Regions from separate parts of the Sus scrofa genome. Here regions 2 and 3 are each linked to region 1. The links are chromatin contacts, called in public Hi-C and promoter capture Hi-C maps. All regions are on one chromosome and are shown on one strand. Each heading gives the region's core, a stretch centred on a gene start, on an enhancer-like site or on the middle of the called end of the contact. The rest is flanking DNA. Distances are from core to core; before and after follow the strand shown. Region 1 holds the start of CPD (carboxypeptidase D). Region 2 holds the start of BLMH (bleomycin hydrolase). Region 3 holds the start of GOSR1 (Golgi SNAP receptor complex member 1).

Evidence for each region. Promoter capture Hi-C pulls out the DNA fragments that hold promoters and counts their contacts. Hi-C and Micro-C count contacts between places; a contact is called where the count stands out from the background.
Region 2: a Hi-C map of brain shows a contact between it and region 1, with 4 times the contacts expected there. The contact joins the promoter of BLMH here to the promoter of CPD in region 1. A contact is called at or near these places in 5 of 47 Hi-C or Micro-C datasets (brain, embryonic fibroblasts, heart right ventricle and 2 more) and 1 of 2 datasets of contacts at active chromatin or transcription factors (alveolar macrophages).
Region 3: a promoter capture Hi-C map of liver shows a contact between it and region 1, with 2.2 times the contacts expected there. The contact joins the promoter of GOSR1 here to the promoter of CPD in region 1. A contact is called at or near these places in 3 of 5 promoter capture datasets (fetal liver, fetal skeletal muscle and liver), 2 of 47 Hi-C or Micro-C datasets (embryonic fibroblasts and epiblast stem cells) and 1 of 2 datasets of contacts at active chromatin or transcription factors (alveolar macrophages).

What each region holds. Positions count from the first base shown.
Region 1 is chr12:46,460,460-46,464,477 of Sscrofa11.1, forward strand. CPD (carboxypeptidase D) reads left to right here and starts at 1,744. Exons shown (of 21, transcript XM_003131786.4): 1 at 1,744-2,581. The coding sequence starts at 1,848.
Region 2 is chr12:46,391,938-46,395,860 of Sscrofa11.1, forward strand. BLMH (bleomycin hydrolase) reads right to left here and starts at 1,705. Exons shown (of 13, transcript XM_021067523.1): 1 at 1,171-1,705; 2 at 648-845. The coding sequence starts at 1,183. It overlaps LOC106505486 (a long non-coding RNA gene), which reads left to right and starts at 1,705. Exons shown (of 3, transcript XR_002337293.1): 1 at 1,705-2,207.
Region 3 is chr12:46,538,371-46,542,420 of Sscrofa11.1, forward strand. GOSR1 (Golgi SNAP receptor complex member 1) reads left to right here and starts at 2,754. Exons shown (of 9, transcript XM_003131787.5): 1 at 2,754-2,910. The coding sequence starts at 2,880.

The DNA of each region.
Region 1 (4,018 bases), core at 494-2,993:
AACTTGAAGTCAGCCGACAATCCTCTGTCACCAGATCCTGTCCACTTTCTCTCCTAAAGGTCTTTCAAATCCAGTTCCCTCTTTCCATCTCCACTGGCACTGCCCTCAAGGGTTCAGAGGCTCATCGTGTTTTCTTGGATTATATCTTCATTACAAGTTCTTGGTCTCAAGATTTAGGCAATCCACTCCATTCTCCATGTTACTGTTAGAAGGATTTTTCCAAACTAGCTTAAAATCCACCAGGGACTTAGGGAGCAAATGCTCCCCAGAGCCTGGCTTGCAAGGCTGTTCGGGTTCTGGTCCTGCTTCTCTAGCTTGTGTCCTTCACATCTGTGAGCTCCTTTACAATCCTGATCCACATGCAGCCCCCAGAATGTGCAGTTTTATTCGTTCTCAAGCCTTGCAGCCTTCAGTGCTTGCTCCTCCTTCTGCCCAGAATTCTTCCCTTTTTCTCCCAGTTTCTCACCTTCTCTCTTACTCCTTCTTGGGTTGAATGAGGTTTCCCTCACCTGGGCCCCCATATCCCTGTTGTACCACTGATCACAAACTGTATCCAATCTCTAACTGAGCAGAAGGAATTGCTTATTGGTATTTACCTCTGGCACACAGCAGTTGCTCAATAAATATTTGATAAATGAATGAATGAACTCTTTACTGTTTATATTAGGGTTCAATCATAGTTCAAGGAAGAACATTTGAAACACTTGGCTCAGAAATAAGAAACTACAACAGTTATTGCAATTATGTTCTTTGATGGGTAGAATTCACACTTGATAAAAAGGGTTGTGAGGTTTCATGTTTCTTCAAGCTTAAGTGACTAAAGCCTACTTTAAAGACCAGTTTAAAGGGCTCTTCTCTAAGATGATAAACCACTGTATTTGCCAGCTTTGAGGTGTTTAGGAATTATACTCACCAAGCAAGTGTTTCCAGAAATGTTATACCTGCTGCTTTTAAAATGTCATTCTAAGGGCACAGTTCAAGTAACTCACCCAGGAGAGGTGTGAGAGGTGGGTAAGTGAACCATGAAATGAAAACTGCCTACAGGGCTTTTGAGACCAGCACACACAGGAACCAGTGGCAGTGAAATAACCTGGGTAACACCAACGAAGTACATCCATTAACACAAAGGGACCCTACGACATAGCAGATTTCCACTAAACATAAAGGAAACACCTTCTTTTAACAAAGAATCTAAACACTGGAATGAGATTGTGAGCCCTGTGCCACTCCAAGTGTCCTAGTCTCTTCAATTGCTGGCGGGGCGCTGGCTCTAGCCGAGGCAGGACAACTCCGGTAGAAAGGGCTGAGGCGTCCTCTGGCTCTTCTAGGGTAGATTCTTTCGAACCTTTTGATTTTGTGTGTGTGTGTGTGTGTGTGTCCTTTGATTCTTTCGAACCTTCTGATTCTTTCGATTCTCTGTTCTAAGCGTTAAAGCGCAGCTGGGAAAAGCTGCAACAAAGATGGGAAGGAGGCTAGGAAGAGTACTCCGAGAAAAGGGGGTGAGAATTTAAGGGGTAAGCCAAAAAGAAGAGACTGAGCGAGTAGAGGAAAAACGGAGCAAACGCAGAAGAGGAAACGGGGAGGAGAGAATAAGAGCGACAGGAACCTTGACGACGGAAAAGAGTGACCGAACTCTTCCCGGACAGAAGGAAGGCACACCCAGAGGGAATCGGCTGCTTTAAGGACAGCCCCGCCCCCCGGCGTGACGCCGCAGCAGACCGGTTGGCGATTGGCTGCGGCTGGAGGGCGGGATGGGGTTGCTAGGAGCGGAGGGGATCCGGCGGGCCTCCGCCGCCCGGAGCGCCGAGTTGCGGGAACGGAGCCGGGGTTAGCGGCGCTGCTGGAAGATGGCGAGCGGCTGGGACGCGCGGCCACCCTGGCGGCGGGGGCGCCTCCCGCTGCTTATGTGCCTGCTGCTGCTGCTGCGGAGCCCGGTCCAGGCAGCACACATCAAGAAGGCGGAGGCCACGACGACAACGACAAGCGCGGGCGCCGAGGCGGACGAGGGCCAGTTCGACCGCTACTACCACGAAGAGGAGCTGGGCTCCGTGCTGAGGGAGGCGGCGGCTGCCGGGCCCCCGGGCCTGGCTCGCCTCTTCAGCATCGGCAGCTCGGTGGAGGGTCGGCCGCTCTGGGTGCTGCGCCTCACGGCCGGCCTGGGGCCGCCGCCTCCTGACGGCGACACGGGGCTCGACGCGGCGGGGCCGCTCCTGCCCGGCCGGCCTCAGGTGAAGCTAGTGGGCAATATGCACGGCGACGAGACCGTGTCCCGCCAGGTGCTCATCTACCTGGCCCGCGAGCTGGCGGCTGGCTACCGCCGTGGGGACCCGCGCCTGGTCCGCCTGCTCAACACCACCGATGTGTATGTGCTGCCCAGCCTCAACCCCGACGGCTTCGAGCGCGCCCGCGAGGGTGACTGCGGTCTCAGCGACAGCGGCCCTCCCGGGGCCAGCGGCCGTGACAATAGCCGCGGCCGCGACCTCAACCGCAGCTTCCCGGACCAGTTCAGCACGGGCGAACCCCCGTCCCTGGACGACGTGCCTGAGGTGCGCGCCCTGATCGAGTGGATCCGCAGGAACAAGTGAGTGTTGTCCTCTCTCCACCGCCCTCCTTGTCGCCACCCACCCTCCACGTGAGCCTCCTCCACCGGCGGAGTCTGGATTTGGGACTCAGTAGGCGCTCAAACAGAGCCTGCAGGCCTAAGGAACTGGGGTAGTGAGGGCAGCGGGCGACACTCCATAACGGGGAAAGGGCCCAGGCCGCTTAGCCTCCTGTCCCGCTAATTGTCCGAGAAGCGCTGCCTCGAGGCTGTCATTTGTTCAAAGAATGCAGAGAGCGCTGTTTGCCTGGAGAGGAGACACCTTGGCATTCTGGTCCCTAGTCCCACAGGACCGTAGAATATGAGGTAGACCTTAAGGATGACCTAGGTCAGCTCACTTATTTTGTAGATTAGTCGACAATATTGCAATTATTTTATGACCAAGGCAGTTTGCTAAGCCCGTTTCATGGACTGCATGAGCTCAGCTTATGTTGGCCACAACCTGATGGGGTAGACGGTATTAACATCATTATTTTGCATATGGGGAAGTCGAGAGTCAGATTGTAAGTATTTTACAGAGTTAAGGAGTGTAGCTGAGACTTAGCCTCCAACCTTCTGCTTCTTAGTACTCTTAGCAGCAGTGGAGGGAGACTGTACCCTGAAAGTGACAGATGATGGTTTCTGGGGTCTTCCTCTTGGTTATTTGACAGATACTGATGCTCTTCCCGTCTTTACCTCTGACATAGCTATGCAGCATGTGGATATGGCTGGCAAACTTGTTCAGATCTGGTATTTTCATCTGTAAGTGGCTTCATTTTAGGCTGTGAAGGGTTTCTGATGCCATTTGAGCACTTTTTTTTTTTTTTTTAAGTGGGTCAGGGCTGAATGGTTAATTGTCACACTTAAGACATACCTTAAGTATTATTCAGCTATGTGGGATTTAAAAATTAAAAGGAGTGTCTGTCGTGGCTGCGGAAACGGATCTAACTAGCATCCATGAGGACACAGATTCCATCCCTGGCCTCACTCAGTGGGTTAAGGATCCAGTGTTGCCTTAGCTGTGGTGTAGGTCGCAGTCGCAGCTCAGATCTGATGTTGCTGTGGCTGTGGAGTAGGCCAGTGGGTGCAGCTCCGATTCAACCCCTAGCCTGGGAACCAGCATATGCTGCAAGTGTGGCCCTAAAAAGGTAAATAAATAAATAAATAAAATAAAGATTGAAGGGAGCATAAGACCCTCGAAATTGCTGTATAACAAAATATTTTAAATATATACAAGATGTGTTTATGTATCCAGTTAGACTTTACATGAATCGTTCCTACTGGCAAAATCTGTGTGAGCTGCAATAATATGGGTCATCTCTGTGGCAGAGGTAGAACTTGAAATGAGTCTTGAGAGATGGGTTGGATTTTCAGCAAAAAAGAGGAGGCGAGGAATAAAAGAAGAGGGAGCTTTCTTCAGATGGAAAAAAGTCTGAAGTG
Region 2 (3,923 bases), core at 455-2,954, 69 kb before region 1:
GTACAATTCTGTTGTGAGAATGTTCTCCTTATTCCTGGATAACCCATCTTTCACTATAGCTGTTCTTCTGTTTTCTAGTGGTACTAGAGAGCAAAACAAGGGCCTGTGACCACAAGGCATGAGAAATGAATATTCTTCTGTATTACAAACCCGTCTGTTGGTGGGAAGTGAGCCCATTAGCACACAGGCATATTTAAACATAACATCTGATGACATATTGATGCTATTTCTTGGTGTCTTTTCCATCCCATACATTTGCCCATGACTTTCAGGGCAACATGGGGGAGTCCACTAGGGTATGAATATTTCTGTATGGTTTGTTCTGTACCAAGAACATGTATCACAAAGACATGGGGCTGCAATCACACAACTTCAAAAAGAACATACTGCATTGCATTCAGTCAAATGACCGTGGACTAGTCAGTCACTCTAGTGCTCAAATTACACTAAGAAGCACGGAGCACCAAAACAAGTCACAAGGTAATGTTCTTGATCCTGCCTGTACCTGTGGCTGCTCTCTAAGAACTTACCACAGGTTCTTTCAATCCAAAACTCTGCTTCCCCTAAGGCCATTCTTAACTAAGACACCACAAAGGGAGGCTGTCAAGAAAGTCAAGGCAAGTGTGCAAGAAGTCTGAAGCTCTCACCTGAGCTCTTCTGGTTGGTGACTGGCTTGCCCTCCTGATGCACCGTGTGCTGGAACACATGCTGAGTACCCTGGACCGTGGCCCTCTTCAGACAGATGTCCAGCAGATCGTGGGTGGTGCCGACATTCTGGGCCAGTACGAACTGGGGGTCGGAATTCAGTTTCTGAAGCAGAGCAGCTACCTTCTCCGAATTCAGTCCTGCTCGGAAGACCCAAAGGGATTATAACATCAAAAAGAGGCTGAGGAGACTGTGCGGGACTCCCACACTCCGGCTCTAACTTGGTAAGAGCATCCTGAGGTGACCACAGCAAGAGAGAAGCCCTTCACCGGGGTCCTAGCCCAAGATGCTGCCTTCCTCCGGGCCGCTCCAGCCCGCCCAGAAAGCTCCATCCCCGCCATCGCCCCCGGCCCCAGCCCCGGCCCTTCCCCGCCGCCGGGCCTATGGGGCGCAGCTGAGCCCCCAGAGGGCAGCCGGCAGAGCCTCGGCGTGGAAGAGCCTCGGCGTGGAAGAGCGGCGCCTCACCTGCTTCGTTCATGGCGCCCACGCTGCCTGGCCGGGGAACGGTAGTTTCGGGGTCCTCAGACAAGAGCCGGACAGCAGAGCGACTCGCTAACCCAAGCGGCTGGACCAGCCTCTCGCACCCGGGGCGCCGGAAAGAGGAAACCGGCTCGGTGGCGGCGGAGGGCTGAGGGCGAGGGAAACGGGGTCCGCGGAGGGACAAAACTCCCCCCACGCGTTGCTGAGTCAGCGCCGTCGGGGCTGGCCCCGCCCGGGGGAGGGCCGAGGGGGCGGGCCCGCCGAGGCGCCCGGGGCCGCCTGCGCCCCCCTCACCCCGCCCGGAGCGGCTTCCCTCCTGGCTCCCGCCCACGCCGCTGCCGCCTTCCTCAGCTCCCCGCTGCAGCGCCTCCGTCCGCGTGGCGCGGGCGTCCTCCGCAAGCCGTGATGACGCTCCCAGGCCACCGGGGCGCCCTCCGGGGACCAAGCGGGAACCCGAAGGCGTCCTGTGCTGGGCCCCGAGGCTGAATACGCTAGTCTGTGGACTTGACCCTGTAAAGCCTTTTCAGAAGCCATGAGGGGGCTCCAGGCCGTACAGCGGCGTGAAAGGCCGCAAAATTAAGCCCCTGACTTAGGATAGGTTGACTGGTCACAAAAAGATGAACCCAAGGGCTCTTCTGATACGCGTCCTGTGCCTACCAGTCACTGCACTTTTTTTTTTTTTTCATTTCTTAAAATTGTATTCACCTATAGTTGATTCACAAGGTTGTGCTATTTTCTGCTGTACAGCAAAGTATTTTTTTTTCATTTTTTTAAAGTTTTATTGAAGTATAGTTGATTTAAGATGTCAGTCACTGCACTTTCAATGGCCACTTGTTGCTAGAATTCTAGACATCGCTCACTTTCAGTGGCAACTTGTTGGGATTCTAGTCAGAACCAAGTTTTTGTGTTTGGAGGCGATTGGGAATCAAGCTTGTTCTTACCCACTCAGAAGCTACCACGGTTCTACAAATATGCAATTACCCATTTCAAGGAAGTTAGCCATCCTGGGCTTTATGAAGTAGGTGAGTGTTTCTTACCTAGACCGGGGTTTAACTAAGGGAAATGACAGAAGTCAGTCTTGTACACCCAGACTGTTTTGCTCATGCCTCTGCAAAACCTGCAAATGAGAGGCATCCCCCTTCTCAGGCTTTCAGGATAACTCAGACATTTAGTCAGGTTTTGAGATAGTGAAGCCTTTTTATATTGTTTTTCACGCTCTGAAATCTCAAACCTTACAGGGATATTGGGGTGGGACCCACAGGTGATAACTGCCTACTGCTGAAAAGTCTGATTCTGCTACTTGGAACAGTGAGAGTCTTCTGTGGAACCTATAATCTAGGTCCTAGATTGAAAATAATCTCTGGTTCTAAAGACTCTAGTATCTGGAAAAATCCATACTCAGACACCAGTTAGTCTTTTTAGAAATCACAGTTACTTTGTCCCTATAGAGAAACCTAACTGAAGTTTGGGGATATGTCATAGAAACTTTCTCCAGCAGGGCCCATCAGTTGTCCCATTCTGAGATTTTTCTTATGTCTGAAGAAAAGGAACAGGCTAAAAGTTATGCTGAAAGAAATCCTTGGTCCTTTCATAAAATAATGTTCAAGCATCTGCCCAATTCAACTCATGAAATTTTATTCAGTGTCTACCATGTAAGGGCACTGGACAAGCTGCTGATGATCCGGAGACCAGCAAGCTTAAATTTGCCCTTAAGAAACAGACAGTGTAGTGGGAAAAATGGGATACAGCTTTTAGACTATACTAACATACCAACAGAGCTGTAAAAGCAGTGAGGAAGGGGTGATTAATCAGGACTAGAGGCACCTGAATAAAGAGGTCACAGCATAGGCTTTAAGAGTGGCTGATGTGATTTTACAAGGCAAAAACCAGAGGGAGGGTGTGCAAGGCACCAGCAAAGGCACTGAGGCGTTAAAGCACGTGGCAAAATCATGTTCAAGAAACCACAGTCTGATGTGGTTAAGAACAGGGAAGTTGTTGAGATCAGAGGGAAGGTATAGGACTGGAAAGGTAGGCTTTGGCCAAGATATGAAGGATTTTACATGCCGTGCCTAGAGCATCTAGATTTTATCCTATGGTTAATTAGAAGCCCAAATAGCTTTTTTGAGCAAGGGAGCAGTGTGCTCATTTCCATGTAAAAAAAAGAAACAGAACAGCAGTGGGGAGAGATAGAACTAGAAGGCTAATCCTATAGTGCACTTGAGAGGTGACAAAAGCTTTAAACTGGAAGAAGAGGCACAGATAATTTGGAAGTTTTTCCTGGAATGAGTGGGTGGATAGTGGTATTATTAACCAAGAGAAGGAACACAGAAAAATAGACATATCTGGGAATGTGCAGGTGAACAGATAATGAATTTAGTTTGGGCCTTGGTAAGTTTGGGGTACCCGCAGGACACCCAGAAAGAGAAGTTCAGGAGGCAGATGAAAAGATGTCTAGAACTGTTTAAGACATGTAGGTCTTAAAACCTTGAAAGTCAACAAGGTTGTAGAGGGAAAGAGAAAAACGCAAAAGAGATAAGGACCAAGAATTGTTCTCTGGGCAGCAGCATGCAGCTGTACAGTGTGTTTATGGCACAGAGGTACCAGGCTGAGTGGGGTGAATGGGCCCTGATGTCCATTCTAAGCTTTGCTTGCCAAGCCATGCACCCTGGCCCAGGGCTGAACCCAGCCAGTATGGTGTGCATTTTACTTCTTGTTACAAGGATGCCATACGGGGATAC
Region 3 (4,050 bases), core at 1,504-4,003, 79 kb after region 1:
AAACAAGACACAGAGACATTTATTTTAATCAAAGGTGGGAACTGGGGTACTCAAGGTCTCAGGGACCAAGAGCACCACCTCAAGAAACTATATTGCTTTTATTGTGTTTTTTAGGATTACGTCAAATGAGTAGAGGACTGTGCAGGATATAGTTTTTTTTTAATTTTTTTAAAAGTCATGTAGTTGGTAGCTGGTTAAGCTTTTACTCTGACCTTTAGGCATTTTGAGGAAGCTATCTATGCATAGCATCTAGAGAATCACCACTGTGCTTCTACAGATGGCCTGTGACAACCAACAACCCGTTGTGCCCAGGTTTGCACCTTGTTCTCCTTGCTGATGCATATCCCATTAACGACCCTTCATAAATGCCCTGGGGCCATGAGGCTCCTCTTCCTCTTATTTTAACAGGACATATGCTGTACAAACGGCATGCCTATTTGCACAGGTCCAGCATGCCCGGACCAAAGCATTATGTCCTCATTCAGCTGACCACATGAATAACTCAATGCCTTTTGGTCTTTGTTCTTAAGCTTAAGTTATTTACCAGCACTGTGACTGTTTTTCAAGCAGCAATACAGGGTAAAGGTAAAGCAGGACAAGATGGAGTTTTCAGCATGGAAAATAGAAACAGGGAGACTAAGAAAAGATTGTAGAAACATGTCTCCCAACACTAGTTGGGTTCGTTACCACTGAGCCACAAAGGGGACTTCCAGGGTACAAATTTAAAACCACTCATTATACCAAGAACCCAGAGATTTTCAGCTTGAACAAAAAGAAACAACAAACACCAACATCAAAATGAAACACCCATTGGAATTGTCTGACAAGGATATAATAAAAACATTTCAATGAGCAATTACAAAAAAATCTTAGAACAAATGATAAAAAGAGTCTTGGGAAAGAAATGCAAAGTCTCAGCAAATAAATAGAAGAGATAATGAGGGAGTTCCCGTCGTGGCGCAGTGGTTGACGAATCCGACTAGGAACCATAAGGTTGCGGGTTGATCCCTGCCCTTGCTCAGTGGGTTAATGATCCGGCGTTGCTGTGAGCTGTGGTGTAGGTTGCAGACACGGCTCGGATCCGCGTTACTGTAGCTCTGGCGTAGGCCAGTGGCTACAGCTCCGATTCAACCCCTAGCCTGGGAACCTCCATATGCCGCGAGAGCAGCCCAAGAAATAGCAACAACAACAACAACGATAACAACAACAACAACAAAAGACAAAAAAATAAAATAAAAAAAAGAAGAGATAATGAGGAACCAAATGGATATTTTTAATCTGAAAAATACAATAATTAAAAACTCAGTGAATGGGCTTGACAGCAGAATGGAGGGGACAGAGGAAAGACACGCCTATCAATGAACTTGAAGACAGAACAGTAGAAATTACCAATCTAAAGAATAGAAAATAGACTGAACAAATTAGTAGTGCCTTAGGGATATGTAGGACTATAACAAAAAGATTTAACATTCACATCATCGGAGTCCCAAGAGAAGAATAACAGGATAGAGGCAGAAAAAGTATTAGAAGAAGTAATCTCTGAAAATCTTTCCCAAATGTGTCAAAAGACATAAACCTAAGATTCAAGAAGCTGAGAAAATCCCAAACAGTATAAAACCAAAGAAATCTATGCTAAAACACACCATAATCAACTTTCTGAAAACTAAAAAAAAAAAAAAAAAAAAAGTTTTTAAAGCAGAGAGAACGATCTCTTAGCTATAATGGAAAAACAATTCAATTTCTCATTAGAACTTGTAGAAGCAGGAAGGAATTAGCCCACTTTTCAAGTGCTGAAAAAAAGAAACTGTCAACCCCAGATTCTATATCCGGCAATAATATTTTTCAGGAAGGAAAGGGAAATCAAGACATCTCAGATGAAGAAAAAATAATAGAATTTGTCTCCAGCTGATCTACTCTTTTAACAAATGGCTAAAGGAAGTTCTTGAAACAGAAAGAAAATGATAAAAAAGGAATCTTGGAACATCAGGGAGGAAGAAAGAAAAATTGGAAGAGTAAAAAAAAATGTATCAGTAACACAAAATATGGCTTTCCTTCTTTTAAAATCTATGTTTGACAGTCAAAGCAAAGATTATAATATTATATGATGTGGTTCTCAGGGAACATAGGGGAAATATTAAAGACAACTATAAATGGTAGTGAATAAAGGCGCAGGTGTGATTTTAAAAACTTTGCAGGAGGAAAGGGTTCTACACTTCACCAGAACTAGCGAAAAATGGACACAAGTAGGTTGGGATAATTTATCTGTCTATAAAGGGTGGCTCTGGACAGCTGATTTTAGCAGGTTGAGGGGTCAAGATGAGGAACGTTGAAGCAGTTAGAATATGCTTCATATATTTGTTGGCTAGAAAGGAAAGAGGGCTGGGACTCCTAGACAGAGGAAAAGGCGGCCAGTGGAGAAGAGGGCATAAGTTAGAAACGCGGGATAGCGGAGCACAGGGGGAGGTAGGATGAAGAGGTTGGTCGTGGGAAGAAAAGAGCCTTTGGCCCCGAAAAAAAGAGGCTGGCTGAAGGTACACATTTGAGAGAAGGTGAACAAAACAGGTAGTTGCGTCTAAGGATAACGTTCTTCTCAGCCTAGAAGGTACCTGCTAAAGAGAGAATTAGTCCAGCTGAGGGTGAGTATGCCAGTTTCGGGCGCGGAGAGCGGATGTGAACACCAGAAAGATGTCAGGGAGCGTCAAATTCTAAACATGGGTTTTCAGAAAGGTGTAAAATAATGAATTGACCGCCAGGTGGCGGTGTCTCTGGAGGCTCACGTATCCCATCGGCCCTGGCGCCAGGCGGAAGAAGGCGTGGAGGTGACTCTCTGGCTCGCATCGCCTCCGCTCTCCTATCCCGCCTGACGTTGGACAACAAAGATGGCGGCAGGAACCAGCAATTACTGGGAAGGTGAGTGGAGACCTCGGTTAGTCTCGCTGAGACGCAGAGGGACTGAGTGAAGACAGGTCTTGAGGGACGCTGCAGAGAGAAGAGCCTGGCTTCTGGAGCGCCCGAGCTGAGGGGTGGGGCTGGTCTAGTGGGTACCCCTGGGCCTGGGGGCTCTAGAGACCGTATGGTCTGGGGAGGGGGCTGCCCTGAGCGGCAGCCGGACCTGGAGCAGTGGTTGGGCGGAGAGAGCTGAGCCGGGACCGAGAGGAAGAAGGCCTGAGTCGCCGGAGGAAAGCTGGGTTGAGGGGGTAGCAGAACTCGAACGAGGGATTTGGAGTATGAACTCTGGGAGGAAACGAGGGTTGAGCGAGAATATCCCGAGCCCAGGAGGCTGGAGGAGTCAGCGCCTTAGAGTCACTGTTGGATAATTGAGTAGGAAAAGAGAAAGGAGGAACTTGTCAGGCCGGTCCATCGAAGGAAGCTGTGTGAGCGGAATGTCTTCCTCCTTGGCAGCTTCAGGCTGGGACTTCGAGGACTGGGTGTCGAGTCGCATTGGAAGGCAGAGGAAATAACCACCCTCCGTTCTGGAGATCGGTTTTGTTAAAAAGAGAAAGTTGAGAGAACCAGTGTGACTTGTAATTATTGCATTTAATTATAATTATTGCACTATTGCTGTATCTCTTCTATCAAAAAGCATCGCGTGATTTGACCAGTACGTTTATTTAATTCCTGAAATTACGGTTCGATAAAGTAAGTTCATGTAAAACTCGTTCCTGGACCATGATGATGAACAAAGATCAGAAAAGGCGCACCTTTTTCTTTCAGTTGTCTCTGCTTTACTGCAAAATAGAACTCTTTTGAATCCTTTTCCATTTTAACCAGTTTCCTCTTGCTACCCACTGAAACCTCTGGAAACCACCACAAATGGCAGTATTGTCACTGTCGGCCACTTAATCTAAAATAGTTAATTCTGAGTTCATCCATACCTGCTCGTCATACTTTGAGAATGCTTTTACTTGACGTTTTCTGCTAGAGAAGACAGTTCCTGATTACAGAGAAGCATGCTTATAGTTTAAAACGTATTAAAAGGCTTATTTGAAATGTGTATGTGCTAGCTAGAAAATACTTTAAAATTATGTAGAAGTGTCTGTTGGTTAGCTT